2 separate regions of the Sus scrofa genome follow, and region 1 is linked to region 2. The links are chromatin contacts, called in public HiChIP or PLAC-seq maps. All regions are on one chromosome and are shown on one strand. Each heading gives the region's core, a stretch centred on a gene start, on an enhancer-like site or on the middle of the called end of the contact. The rest is flanking DNA. Distances are from core to core; before and after follow the strand shown.

Evidence for each region. HiChIP or PLAC-seq counts read pairs in DNA pulled down with a chosen protein or histone mark.
Region 1: an H3K27ac HiChIP or PLAC-seq map of alveolar macrophages shows a contact between it and region 2. The contact joins the promoter of GOLGA5 here to the promoter of RIN3 in region 2. A contact is called at or near these places in 1 of 5 promoter capture datasets (liver) and 1 of 2 datasets of contacts at active chromatin or transcription factors (alveolar macrophages).

What each region holds. Positions count from the first base shown.
Region 1 is chr7:114,235,115-114,241,737 of Sscrofa11.1, forward strand. GOLGA5 (golgin subfamily A member 5) reads left to right here and starts at 1,945. Exons shown (of 13, transcript XM_013989218.2): 1 at 1,945-2,179; 2 at 5,089-5,659. The coding sequence starts at 5,119.
Region 2 is chr7:114,032,042-114,039,143 of Sscrofa11.1, forward strand. It overlaps RIN3 (ras and Rab interactor 3), which reads left to right and starts at 3,096. Exons shown (of 11, transcript XM_021099628.1): 1 at 3,096-3,578. The coding sequence starts at 3,535. LOC106507755 (a long non-coding RNA gene) reads right to left here and starts at 3,994. Exons shown (of 3, transcript XR_001303996.2): 1 at 3,908-3,994; 2 at 2,269-2,340.

The DNA.
Region 1 (6,623 bases), core at 695-3,194, 200 kb after region 2:
GTGGTGAAAGGCATATCCCTTCTATTGGTCAAATCAAGTCACATGATCAAGCCTGACATCTGAAAGGCTGGAAAAGACACTCTTCCTACAGGATGCATTGTAGTCACATGGCAACAGCTATGACGTACAGTCTTTACTGACCTGAAACAACTAGACTCCCATGTATTTCTCTGCCAAAGATGGGTTTATCTGGGATCAGCAGAGAATTGCAATTTGCATTTTTTTCTTTTTTGGCCACACCTGCCACATGTGGAAGTTCCCAGGCCAGGGATCAAACTGGCACCTTAGCAGCGACTTGAGCCACAGCAGTGACAATGCCAGGTCCTTAACCCATTGAACCACCAGGGAACTCCTGCAGTTTGTGGTTTTGCAACCATGGTGAATCGCCTGCAATTGTGCACCTGTGCAAAGGAAGGAGACCACTTTTATAGAGGGGGAAAGGAAGTTGGGAGGGCTTTAGTAAACAAAGTGTCTGAAGCTTTTCATTGGCTGAGTTGTTACCAAGAAAGATACTTCTGGTTGGGCTCTACTTTGGTCACAAAGTGTGAGAGCTCCCCCTTCTGGTCTCCCAACTCTATCTAATGTAGGCTTGTTTCTTGATTTTTTACATCTCTGAGGGGAACAACAATGCCACCTACCACAGGATAATAACAGTACTTGCTTATGGCTAGTGTAAGACGTGAAACATGTCTAACATGTCTAACACTTAACACAATATACAGCACTCAATAAGGGCATAGGAACAATTAGAGGCTCTTATTATCATCATTATTATTTCTAGTGCTGCTGAGTTTTTCTGTTCACTGGACTGGGCTAAACCTGTCTTGAGAGGTGGAAAAGAAGGAGCTGTTAACACACCCAATATTTAATTTGGAGACAGTAAAACACTGTGCCTAAGGGAATAATGTGGATTCCTTATTAGGGCACGTGATCTTAGATAAGCTAACTTCTGAGGTCCTTGGGACTATGTTGTAGGCTTGTTATTTAGGCCAAATTAGTCCAACCTTGCACACAAAGTAGGTGCTGAGTATTCATTGCATTATTTTATTTTTAATTTTTTATTTTTTTTTAATTTTTTGGCTTTATCAAGGGCTGTACTTGAGGCATATGTAGGTTCCCAGGCTAGGGGTTGAATCAGAGCTACACCTGCAGGCCTATGCCACAGCAACACAGGCTCTGAGCATCATCAGTGACCTACACCACAGTTCACGGCAATGCTGGATCCTTAACTCACCCAGCAAGGTCAGGGATCCAACCCCCGACCTCATGGTTACTAATCAGATTCTTTTCCCTTGAGCCACAAGGGGAACTCCTTTTTTGAATTACTGAACGTGGATTTCAGACTCATTTCAAATATTCAGTGAACTGTGTGCATATACACAACTACAAGACTGCTGTACGGAAAGCCCTTTACTGGCCTTTTTCACTTTTGGGTCTCAACTCAGATGTCACCTCCTCAAAGAGAACTTCCCTGACCATAATATCATTTAAAGTACTTCCCCCACCCCCCATTATCTCGTCTTTACAGCTCTGGTGGCCCTGCAATCCTCCTGTTCATCCACTGGTTTACTTACTATACCCCTGCGACTAGAAAGCAAAATGCATAAAATCAAGGATCTTATTTTCTGTATTCCCACCTCCTGCCGTGGGCCTCAACATCGTCATATGAAAAACCAGAAGGGCCTAAGCTAAGTGCCTTAGAGGTAAGCACGGGCGGGTCTCAAGTCTCAAATTCCTTCCAGGAGGGGCACCGCCTCCGCCACTCACGTGGGCCGCACCGGGGCCCGCCCCCCGAAGGGCGTGGCTTGCAATGTTGTGTCGGCCGCGTGCAGGCCGTCGCCCGGGAGGCGAGCTACGTCACACGCACACAAGCCCTGCCCACCCCGTTTCTCGCCACGGGAGGAAAAGGGGCGTGGCCAGGCGCGAGGACCCCGAAGCCGCCGGTGCTGCCGCCTGAGTTGCCTTCAGCTGGCTGCTCTAGGTTCCCGGCCGCTCAGGCAGCTCGGAAGCCACTCTGTTTTGGGGTCCTCGCTGCTCTTCCACGTCTCCCGGAAGAGTAGCTGAGCCGCGGCTGGTGCGGGACTGGGTTTGCTCAGCCTGGGCCCGCTCCCGGCCGGCTGTTGAGGGGGCGGCCCGGGAGGGAAAGGAGGCCGCGCAGCAGCCGCTTCAGAGTCCTCAGGTGAGGCGGCGGCAAGATCCTAGTAGGCCGGATAGTTCCGCAGGGGGCGCGAACGGCATTAGGGGCGGGGGCGGCGTCATTTCAGCGGAGACTCTGGTCTCTCCGCCCCGCTGGGGCTGGGAAGGGGACCAGAGAGCCCCCTTGGGCCCCCATCGGCGTGGCTTTGTGCCCCCCTTTTTCTTCCCTTCCCCACCCCCAGCCTCGTTTGGCCGCTCTTCCCCCTCCAGAGGCTCAGCGAGTTGGGTGGGGGGCGAAGTAGGGGTCTGTATCCACTGACAGCGGACTTCTAGGGACCAGCCGGCGGACCGCAGTCTCCCTTCCTCTATGTTTATACTTGGCTTTCGTAACAGCCCCTGTCACCGCGGCCGTCCGACCCATCCCCATCCCACCCACACTCACCTTCTCTCCACTTGGGCCTGGACTGTTTACTGGGGGGAATTTCTTGAGGGCTCTGTACCTCTGAAGTCGGTTGGAGTTGTTTGTTCGTCCCCTGGGGCAAGTGCCCAGGGTCCATCTTCGTGTTTATTTGGGTAATCTAAAGGCACAGGCTTTTGTTTTAAGGCCCTTTAAAACTTTTAAAGTGGGAGGCAAGATATAAGGAATTAATAAGTATGTTTTGATTGCTTTCTTAGGAGAGATAATTTGTCCCCTAATTACCACCAACGTTTATTTGGGAATAATAAATCGTAGGGAGTTTTATATATCAAACATATCACTTACATTTTCATTTGCTTTCACCTAAACTCCTTGAAATAATACACGGGCATATAATCGTCCCGTTTTACAAGGAACAGGTTTAGAGGGTGAGTTTCTTCTTTAGGTTATTCAGATACTGGGAGGCTAGATAGGGGAGGAAGGAGTTAAAAAGTGAGCTTGGAGTTTACATCGTGGCTCAGGGGAAGCGAATCTGACAAGGATCCATGAGGATGCAGGTTCAATCCCTGGCCTCGCTCAGTGGGTCAAGGATCCGGCATTGCTGAGAGAGGTGGTGTAGGACGCAGGCTGGGATCTGGCGTTGCTGTATCTGTGGTGTAGTTTGGCAACTACAGCTCCCATTCCACCCCTAGCCTGGACACTTCCATATGCCAGAGGGTGCAGCCCTGAAAAGACAAAAAGGAAAAAAAAGAGTGGGTTTGGCTGATTTCCCTATCTGAGCTGCTGTCTAGACTTTGGGCTGTTTCTAAACCTTTTTTCCCTATTTGTGAAAAAAAAAAGGGGGGGGTGGGGGAGTATTGCTACTTAGCCATAGTGTGGTTGTGAAAATTATGTGTGCTAAAGATAATGTCTCCAGGGCATCTAACAGAAATTAATTCCATTCGGCAGTATTTGTGGGTGCCTACTGTGTGCTGAGAATTCATTGGACAAAACAGTCATGGCCTCTACCCACAGACTCTGCTCCTCCTCTTCCCCAAGGGAAACAGAAAAAAAAAGAAAAAAACCCAGATAAAACATAAAGGGCTATGAGGGAGAAGAATAGCGTGCGACTGGAGAATGATAGGACCAAATTTGGATGGAATGAAAAAGAGCTGTTTTTTTCTGCAGATGACATTAAATACTACCAAGAACAAATGAGAATTAATTTTGAAAGAGCTCTGCAGGCAGAAGGGACAGTGTGCACATTCAAAAAACTGTTGCTGGAGGAGTTCCTGTCGTGGCTCATTGGTAACAAACCTTACTAACATTGATGAGGACTTGGGTTCGATCCCTGGCCTTGCTCAGTGAGATAAGGATCCAGCGTTGCCGTGAGCTGTGTGTGGTGTAGGTCGCAGACACAGCTGGGATTTTGCGTTGCTGTGGCTGTGGCTGGCGTAGGCCAGCGGCTACAGCTCTAATTCGACTCCTAGCCTGGATGCAGGCCTAAAGAGCCAAAAAAAAAAAAAAAAAAAAGAAAAGAAAGAAATTGTTCACTTTTTAATATACTATTCTGTAGCATGATGACTGATGATTTCATTGTCATTGTTTTGATTTATTGTGGCACTGGATAAGTACTCATACTTAATGTATCAAATGAATGGCTATGCAGTCATATTGTTTTATTCAGAACTTTGCTTAATGTGCAAATGGTAGGTACTGAGAATTTAAGTTATCGAAGGTGTACTTTAGACAGATTACATATATGGGCACCTAAATTACCCATGATAGTGGTGCCGTTTAATGCTAAGGTAGCTTTTGTATTACTGAGGAGTTTCAAGTTTCAGCACCTTAAAACACACTTCAGAGAAGTGTCGTTTTTATTTGGGTGTACTGGAATTTTGCGGTATTGATTATTTGATATTTGGGTGCTTTTGCTACATTAAGATTTATCCTTCGTTGAAATAAGAACAACAGTAATAGTGGTAGTTGGAATATGGTAACAGCAACTACTAAAATGAGTGCATACTATGTGCTAGGCCTTTTTCAAAGTGTTTTTTGTTTTTTTTTGTCTTTTTGTCTTTTTGCCTTTTCTAGGGCTGCTCCCGAAGCATATGGGGGTTCCCAGGCTAGGGGTCTAATCGGAACTGTTGCTGCTGGCCTACCCACAGCCACAGCAACGTGGGATCCAAACCGCGACTGCAACCTACACCACAGCCTACGGCAACGCCGGATCCTTAACCCACTGAGCAAGGCCAGGGATCGAACCCGCAACCTCATGGTTCCTAGTCGGATTCGTTAACCGCTGCGCCACAATGGGAACTCCAAAGTGTTTTTTAATATGTTATTTCATCTTAAAACCATCCAATAGTGTAAGTACACTTATTTTCCTCATTTTCTAGGGAGACTTTCTAGGGAAAGTTAAGCGGTTTGCTCAAAGTTACATAGTAAGAGGCAGGGTTAGGCTTTCGAACCCAGGACTGTCTGACTCCAGACCTGATCTTAGCCACCCTGCTCTGTTGTTAAGCCCACTGATGTTTTTATGTCTCTTTTAACAGATTCACCAGTAGGATTATTCTGCTGCCATCATGTCCTGGTTTGCTGATCTTGCTGGGAAGGCAGAAGATCTTTTAAATAGAGTTGATCAAGGAGCTGCAACGGCTCTCAGTAGGAAAGAGAACACCAGCAACATCCCTTATAGCAAAAATACTGACTATCCTGAGCTTCACCAGCAAAATGCAGATTTGACTCATCAGACGGGATCTAAAGCTACTTATATTTCCTCAGCAGCCGATAACATTAGAAATCAAAAAGCCACCATCTTGGCTGGCACCGCAAATGTGAAAGCAGGATCTCGGACGTCAGGGGAGGCGTCCCACCCTGTTGAAAATGCATCTGTTCCTAGGCCTTCATCCCAGTTTGTGCGAAGAAAAAAGTCAGAACCTGATGATGAACTGCTGTTTGATTTTCTTAATAGTTCACAGAAGGAGCCTACTGGAAAAGTGGAAATCAAAAAAGAGAGGGGCAAGACACCTGTCTTTCAGAGTTCTCGGACAGGTGTCCATTCTGTGAACACCGGTGTGCCCACCGTCAAAACCGTTGAGGAGGATCCTGGGAGCCAAGGCCATGGTAGTTAATCAGTCCTGTGTTTCTTTTAGAGTTAAGTAAATTGAATATCCTCATAGCCTAAAAGGTTACAGGAGCATCTGTCCTCTGTTTCGTTACCTGTTGCTGCTGGTGGAAGGGCAGGCTCTCAGAAACGTGTGGTGTAAACAAGGGAGACGCGATGTGGAACATGATTAGTTAACATACGGTTGTAGGAGGGATCTTTATTTATTTATTTATTTATTTCCCACTGTACAGCAAGGTGGTCAGGTTATCCTTACATGTATACATTACAATTATATTTTTCCCCCACCCTTTCTTCTGTTTCAATATGAGTATCTAGACAAAGTTCTCAATGCTATTCAGCAGGATCTCCTTGTAAATCTATTCTAAGTTGTGTCTGATAAGCCCAAGCTCCCGATCCCTAGGAGGGATCTTTGAGTGTTTGTTAGTAGCTTTACCCAGCCCAGCATTTTAAGAAATTATATCCAAAATGATTCTCTAAGATGTTTTGAGATAATTTTTTTTTTTTTTTTTTTTGAAATCTGAAAGAAAACATAGTTTTGGATTTGGGACCATGTCCATTCATTTCTTTTTGTCATTGGTATTCGAAGAATGACAGGAGCCTAGGACTTATTGTAGCTCCGCAGTAACAAACCCAGCTTGTATCCATGAGGATGCAGATTCCATCCCTGGCCTTGCTCAGTGGGTTAAGGAGCCGGCATTGCCTTGAGCTGCATGTAGGTCTTAGACATGGCTCAGATCTGGCATGGCTGTGGTATAGGCTGGCAGCTGCAGCTTTGATTCTACCACTAGCCTGGCAAGTAGCCTGTGACCCTAAAAAGCCTCTCCCCCCTCAAAAAAAGACAGGAGGCCATACTTCACGTATGTTCTGGATTGTGAAGGTTTTGTTTGTTTTTTGCATGTTTTCGCCCCTTCCTCCCCTAGAAGTAAAGCTGAGAAACTGAACTTTGACCCAGGTTGAAGG
Region 2 (7,102 bases), core at 1,846-4,345:
TGGGGTCTGGTAACCACACTCTCTCCTTATCGTCAGGCTGAGGGAGGTACTAGATCTGAGAGTTACAGCACAGACCCTCCCCCACTACACGTTTATTAAATCTTCCTTAAATTATCCTAATCAGAAGTGCCATTTGTTTCCTGTGAGATCCGACTGATATATTTGGGCTTAGTCATAAAACAAATAACAGCTAAAATTTCTTGAGCACGTCCTACGTGCCAGGCTCTGTTCTAAGCCCCATATAGCTCATGCAACATTCACGGAATCCCAATGAAACAGGCATTGGTTATTATCCCATCTTATGGATGAGGAAACTGAGGCACAGAGAGGTGACATAGCTTGTCTAAAGTTACACAGTATGAAGTGGCAGAGCTGGGATTTGAACCCTGGCAGCCTTATTCAAGCCCCTGCTCTCATCAACTACTTTCTATAGCAGGAAAATTTCTGCCTTTCCTCAAGGGTTCTCATCCAACTCAAAGCAAGATTTGGGGTGATGATGCAAAACGAAACTGTACTGTGAGATTTTTTTCTTCATTGATCATCTCCCCAAAACTCAGGTGAGGTTTAGAGTTGACCTCTTAAAGGTGACTTTCCCCTGAAAATTCCCGCAGGAGGAAGGGGAGGCTGAAGAGCATGTGGAGGTGAGAGCCACCCCATGAGGACCTCGGAGAGACAAAGCAGCCTCTTATTTGGGGGCCACAAATGGAAAGTTTATTTACTTCTTCATCCTTACAGTCCTGCCACACTGCACACCTTCCAGACCCAGCAAGGAGTGGAAGGTGGAGGGAGGGGCTGCAGCCAGGAGTCTCTGGGTGATGACGAACAGAAACCCGACTCAGGGTGTGTTTGAGTTTTTTTATTTTACTTTGTCTTTTTAGGGCCTCACCCACAGCACACAGAGGTTCCCAGGCTAGAAGTCAAATCAGAGTTATAGCCACCGGCCTACACCACAGCCACAGCAACATCAGATCCAAGCCTCCTCTGCGACCTACACTACAGCTCACGGCAATGCCCGATCCTTAACCCACTGAGTGAGGCCAGGGATCGAACCTGTGGCCTCATGGATGCTAGTCAGATTCGTTTCCGCTGAACCACGACAGGAACTCCATTGTGTTTGAGTTTTTTAAGAAGGACTATATTGGTTCTTGTACCTGAGATGTCTCACGGTGCATCTGGCTTTAAGTCTATCAGGATCTAGGCCTCGAAGATGTCACTAGGGCATGGTCTTTCTGCATTGCTTTCCTCCATCTTGCCTGTCTTCTTGAGCACCACTTCACCTCATGGTGGTCCAGGTGTCTCTTGGGCTGCCCCAAGTCTATACTCTCCCAGACTAAGGCCAGCTTGGGGGGAGGGGAAGACGGCTGGCATTCCCTGACAGTGCCAACAAAAAGTCCCAGGGAGGGATCTTATTGGCCCAGCTTTGGTCATGTGTTCATCCATAAGCCAATCACTGGGCCCAGTAAGTGTAGGGCTCTGATTGGCCAGACTAGAATCATGTGTTCCCTCTAAAATGGCGGTAGAATCTTGTTATCTTCATCTGAACCCAATTGAGGAGAGGTGACTCCTTAAATGGAAACCAGGTTCCAGGGTGCTGTTAACCAAAAAAGGTGAGGGTAGAGGAAAGAGCTTGCCGGCCCAAAGAGCAGTAGATTTCACTTCCCAGTAGGAGCCCTGAGATCCATTCCCAGGAGAGAAGTGTGCAAAGGGGACCCAGGAAGGGGTCTGAGGGCAACCTTGGCAGAGGCCAGAACTACAAGGGGCTGCTCAGATTTCTGGAATCTTGGCGCCTCCCCTTTGGTCAGTTGCCAGCAACAGGGTCAAAGTGGGACCTCGTCAGGTGGCCACCGGAGGAATCCTAACTTCACAGAGCAGGTAAGCAGCGGGCCTTGCAGAGGCCTCTGTGGGGATGAGACAAGACCCTTGGGGCTGATTCCATGGAACCGAGGCTTTAGAGGGGCTTGTCTTGAGTCTCTCAGAGGTGGCCCAGGGAGCTGAAGGAAATTTTTATTTGGGGAGGGGGTACATGGAAAAGTAGGGTTAATCACAGTCTAGATCAGTATAAAGGGGTCTGAAAGACTACTCTACGTGTGAGTGTTGGCTAGAACTCATCCCTGGGGCCCAGGGAGCCCCAGGAGCGGCCTAGAGGCTTGTTTTAGCAACAGCAAAGGACTAATCATGTCATTCTGGTGTGCCACCCCATTTACTCCCACCTTTAGAGATGAGCAAGCAGAGGGATGGAGGGTAACGCGGCCTCCAGATGCTTTTTACCTGGGCGTCAGTCCAGTCTGCACCTCATCTTGCTGCAAGCCACCTCCTTGCTTTAAGTCTCAGTTTCCTTATCTATGAAATAAAGTTAGATAGGTGGGTTTCAACTGGGAGGATTCTGGTGCCCAGGGATACTTGGCAATGTCTGGAGACATTTTCAGTTGTTACAAGGAGGGGGTGATGCTACTGGCAGAGGGGGCAGAGGCCATGGATGCAGCTGAACATCCTACAATGCACAAGACAGCTCCGACAACAAAGCATTATCCGGTCCCATATATCAACAGTGCCAAGGCTGAGAAACCCTGCAGTAGACAGAGGTCACCCTGCAGGGGTGCAGTCCTGACTAGTCACTGTGAAATGCTCTGAGGGCAGTCCTAGCTCAGGGAGGCATTTTGGAGTACCCAGGCATTTAGAAGAGTGGTCTTCTGGTCCCGCCAGGGTTGCTGTAGGTGGTGTATTTGTGTAAACTGACTGGCTTTCTCCCTCTGCTCCCATCTAAGTATGGTACCTAGGACAGGTGAATTAGATGCCTGGTGTGGCGGATGAACTGCCTTATGAGGTAGTGAGTTCATCGTCAGCGGAGGCATCCAAGAGGAGGCAGCATGGCCACCTGTCACAGATGTGGAGGAGGCTCTGGGACTGGCCTTGAGCGATTTTGAGGCTCCTTCAGACAGGAGGTAGGGCGGGAGAGTGCCCTGGGAAGAGCCCTTGGCCTCCCCACCTGCCCCACGTTCGTTCCCCCGCCTGCCGGAGGAGCAGAAGCGGGAGCGCCTTCCTTCCCACGCGACTCTGCGCCAAGTTGAAAACTTTTCTCTAAGTTTTTCTCCCGGGTCTCCGGAGCCGCCGGAGCGGCGGAGGCAGCACCCCGCGGCTGGACGCCGGCACCCAGCGCCTCGGTCCGACGCCGCCGGGTCTCGGGGTCGCGGCCGCCGGGCTTCCGTATGCCCCAGGGGGGCTCGGGGCCGCGAGCCGCCGCCGAGAGGCTTTTGACAAAAAAAAAAAAAAAAAAACTTGACCACCAAGGCCAGCCTCTTCCTGAAAGCCCCGCTCGCTCCGATACAGGAAGTAGAGGGAGCGAGCGCCCCAGAGCGCGGCGGCGGCGGCGGCGGCGGCGGCGGCGGCTTCCCGACTGGGCGCGGGGCTGGCGGCGGTGCCTGCCCGGGCCCTTCCCGAGGGCAGCGCCAGGGACATGCGGGCGCCCGGGGCCCCGCAACCCGCACCGCCCGGAGCCTGAGCCCCTGCGTTCATCGTCCCGGAGCTGCCGGCGGCATGATCCGACGGGCCGGGGCGCCCGCGCGAGCGGACCCCGCGGGGTAAGTCCGGGGCCGACGCCCCCTCCTCCCTCCGGGTCCCCGGGCCCCGGTCGGCCCGCGTCCCTCTCGCCCCACTACTCCTCCCCGCCCCCGAGGGTGCTCGAACTCCCAGAGGAGCCCCAGCCGCGGGACCTCGGGGTGTCAGGCTGAGACAGAGCCCCTGGCCACGGCCAAGGCCGGACCCGGGTTCTGCGCCGAAGGGGGCGGCCCTGGTGCCTCTGCAGGACCTGGAGACTTGGCTAAACTTTTAAGCCCAGACATCGCTCGCCGGAAAACCAGCCGGCACGTTAGGCGACCGGCCGGGCGGGTGTCAGAGGGGTGTCTCGAACCTGTCAGAGCCGGAGCGGAGGAACTGTGTGAACGCGGCCCCTTCCCCGGCCTCTAGTCCCGCTGGAAGGTTAACTGCAATCCCTTGCGGTCCGAGCCCCGCCAGCCTCCCGCTTCCGCCGCTCCGCCCGTGCCCCGCGCGCTTCCCTGGGTGCTGGCACTCGGCCGGGCATGGGGCTGGGGACCTGGGTCCCCGTAAGTTGGGACGCGCGCGGCCTAATAGCTGGCCGGCCCGCCTAGACCGAAGACCCACCGGGACCCCCTCCCCCACCCCTTTAGCGGGTGTAGGGACGGTGACCTTCGGACCGGCCTTTGCGAAGCCTGGGGCACGGGGAGGGTCCAGGGCGCACGAGCTGCGCGTGGCCTTCGGGATCCCCCGGGGAGAAGGTGCAGCTTGGAATGCGTGAAGCGGGACCGGCTTGGGAACTGGCTTTCGAGAGGGGTCGCTTGTTTCTTGTCCCCCACCCGCCACCTCGCAACCTCGAACTTTCGCACGGCGCTCAGGGCTGCGTTCCGAGGAGTAGGTTCCCTTGCCCCGCCCAGCCCAGCCGGCGTCCCGGGGAGCTTCAGAGGGTTGAGGAGGCTCCAGTGGAGCCAGATTCCTGGGAAAGCCTCTTAGACCTTTTCTGGGGGCCAAGGCTGATGGGCGCCCCTCGGGGGAACTCGCTCCCGGCTTTGGGGTTTAAAAGTCTCTGACTCCTTCAGCGATGGACACCCAGCTGCTGCCTGGCCTTCTCTGCGATCGCAGCTTCCAGGGCCTCAGTTCTCCCGCTGCTTAAAACAGAGGGCTGGGCTGTTCTTGAGCAGTTCCGAACTGGGGGGCAGCCTGGCCCCCACGCAAGTGGGAGGGGTGTCTCCGAGGGGCCTGTAAGCAACTGCCTCCGAATGTCTTCCTCCTCCCCTCTCCCCCATTTCCGCGCCAGCCGGGAAGTTCCGCCTGGAGGCTTTCCCTTGGAAATGGAAAGACAAATGCCACTGGGCTGGAGGAACTGGAAATTCTGTTGGGGAGGGGACCCCCCAGGGGCAAGTATCGACCACACCCAGTATTGATGGGAGGAGCTAGGAGTTTCCCAGGGAGGAAGGGGAGGTGAGGGGCCAGGGTCCTGAGCTCTCTGACTTCCCGTATTTTCCCCAGAAGGACCTTTCCTTACCTGCTTCCTCTTGCCTTTCTCTGTTCATGACTGGGTCACTTGCTTAAGCCTCTGCCCCTCATTACTTATCTATAAAATGAAAGTAATAGTAACTACCCTTTAAAGTTATTGTGAGAATTAAATGAGATAATGCATTAAAAGTTTTGCACATGGGCCTGTAGGGCAAGTTTGTACTAGTCATAATTCCTGCTGATTATCATGTATTGAGTGTAACCCCTCTGTTTGCCAACTGTTTAACCTTGGACAAGAGACCTGGCCTTGGCCTCACCTGTAAACTGGGCATAATAATAACACCTGCTTTGTAAGGTGTTATAAGGATTGGATGAATTAATATTTAAGTGGCTGCCCATAGGCAGCTAAAGTTTAACCCACCAGCTCAGATCTGCTTAGAACATCGCCTGGCACATCCCAAGTATTACGTAAATATTAGTTTGTTCCTAAAAATGCTGCTTTATTTAAAAGGACCTTTGGAGTTGGAAGAATTACTAGATAGCATCTTATTTAATCTCACACCCCGCACAGGAATCCCTTTGACAACATTCCCAAAAGATACTTGCATACCTCCAGTGATGGAGAACTCCCTACCACTGAGGTAGCTTTTCCGGCAGGCAGATACCAAAGAAAGGAATTCCTGACCTTAAGCTGTAGTCTTCCTCCAACTTCTCCCATTAGAGTCGCTGTTCAGAGGAGCCCCATCCTTCTTGACATGCAAATGCTAGAAGGCGGTTCTCAGGCGCCCCCCTGATCCTCTGTTCCTGGGCTGCACATCTACCTGTGTTACAGTGCTCAGAGATGCTGAGGAGCTATCCCGTATGACCTCTCACCCCCAGGCCGCCCCCAGATCCTGCTCGCCACTCAGGGCTGGGTCCTGAGTCCTTAACTGAGCTGTCTTTCCACCCTGCCCCCTGGAGCCCCCTCCTCCTCTCTGGCAGGAGATGGCTGTCCAGATGGCTAGGGGAATACCTCCCACCCCACACCCATAGGCTAGGAGGGGGTTGCCTGGATGTCAGCCCCTGGAATAGGAGTGTGAGGATCCTGGCAAGCAAGCTGTCTACTTCTTGCTGAAAACGCCGACAGGGGAGAAAGAAAATGCAGACAGGCTGCCCAGTGCTCTGGAGGCTGTCACTTCTCTCCTGCATTCATTCAATTTCGTTCAACAAATAGTATCTGCATTAGGTGGAGGCAGGAGCCCAGCGTTAATCCAAGCCCCAAGGTGGCCTGCAGCTAAGCTTCCCAGAAAAGACAAGGTCAGGGTTAGGGGTGTGGGACCAGGAGGGGATATTCTGGAGAAGGTGGTCAGGGAAGGTCACTCCCAAAAGCTGGTGTTTAGCTGAGGCCTGAGGAAGTGGGGAGACTGAGTCATGTTCCTGGGGGTGTGGGGGTGTGGTTGGGATGCGGGACACCAGGAGGCGGGGGGCGCTGGAGTGGAGTGGGGGAGAGGAGGATAGAAAAAAGGCTGGCAGGTGGGGTAAAGGCTTTGGGGGGTGCTCTGTGTGAGTGGGGTACGGGGGGCCACGGGTGGGGTGTGCACAGAGGGAGATGGTTTGGATTTGGGCTGTATGGAGGACAGATGGGGGAGCAGGAGCAGAGGCAAGGAGGCCCCTGTGGAGGCCGGGGGAGAATGCCGGGGTTGAGGGGCAGTGGGCATGGAAGACGTGAGAAGATGGAGCCAGAGGATTAGCTGGTGGAGTGCAGGCGAGGTGGGAGACAGATGCTGCTGAAGCTGTGACTGCCAGGCGGCCAGATGCTGGACTAACCGAGCGGTTGGCGTCCCTGAGGTCGTGTGTGCTCAGCGCCCACAAGCTTTCATGTAGTTGATAATCTGAGGGTCTGTGTAAGATTTTATTTGAGGAGTTCCCATCGTCGCTCAGCAAGTTAAGAACTCAACTAGTATCCATGAGGGTGTGGGTTTGATCTCTAGCCTTGCTTGGTGGGTTAAGGATCGGGTGTTGCCATGAGCTGCTGCTGTGTAGGCCACAGACTCGGCTTGGATCTGGTGTGGCTGTGGCTGTGGGATAGGCTGGAAGCTGCAGCTCTGATTGAACC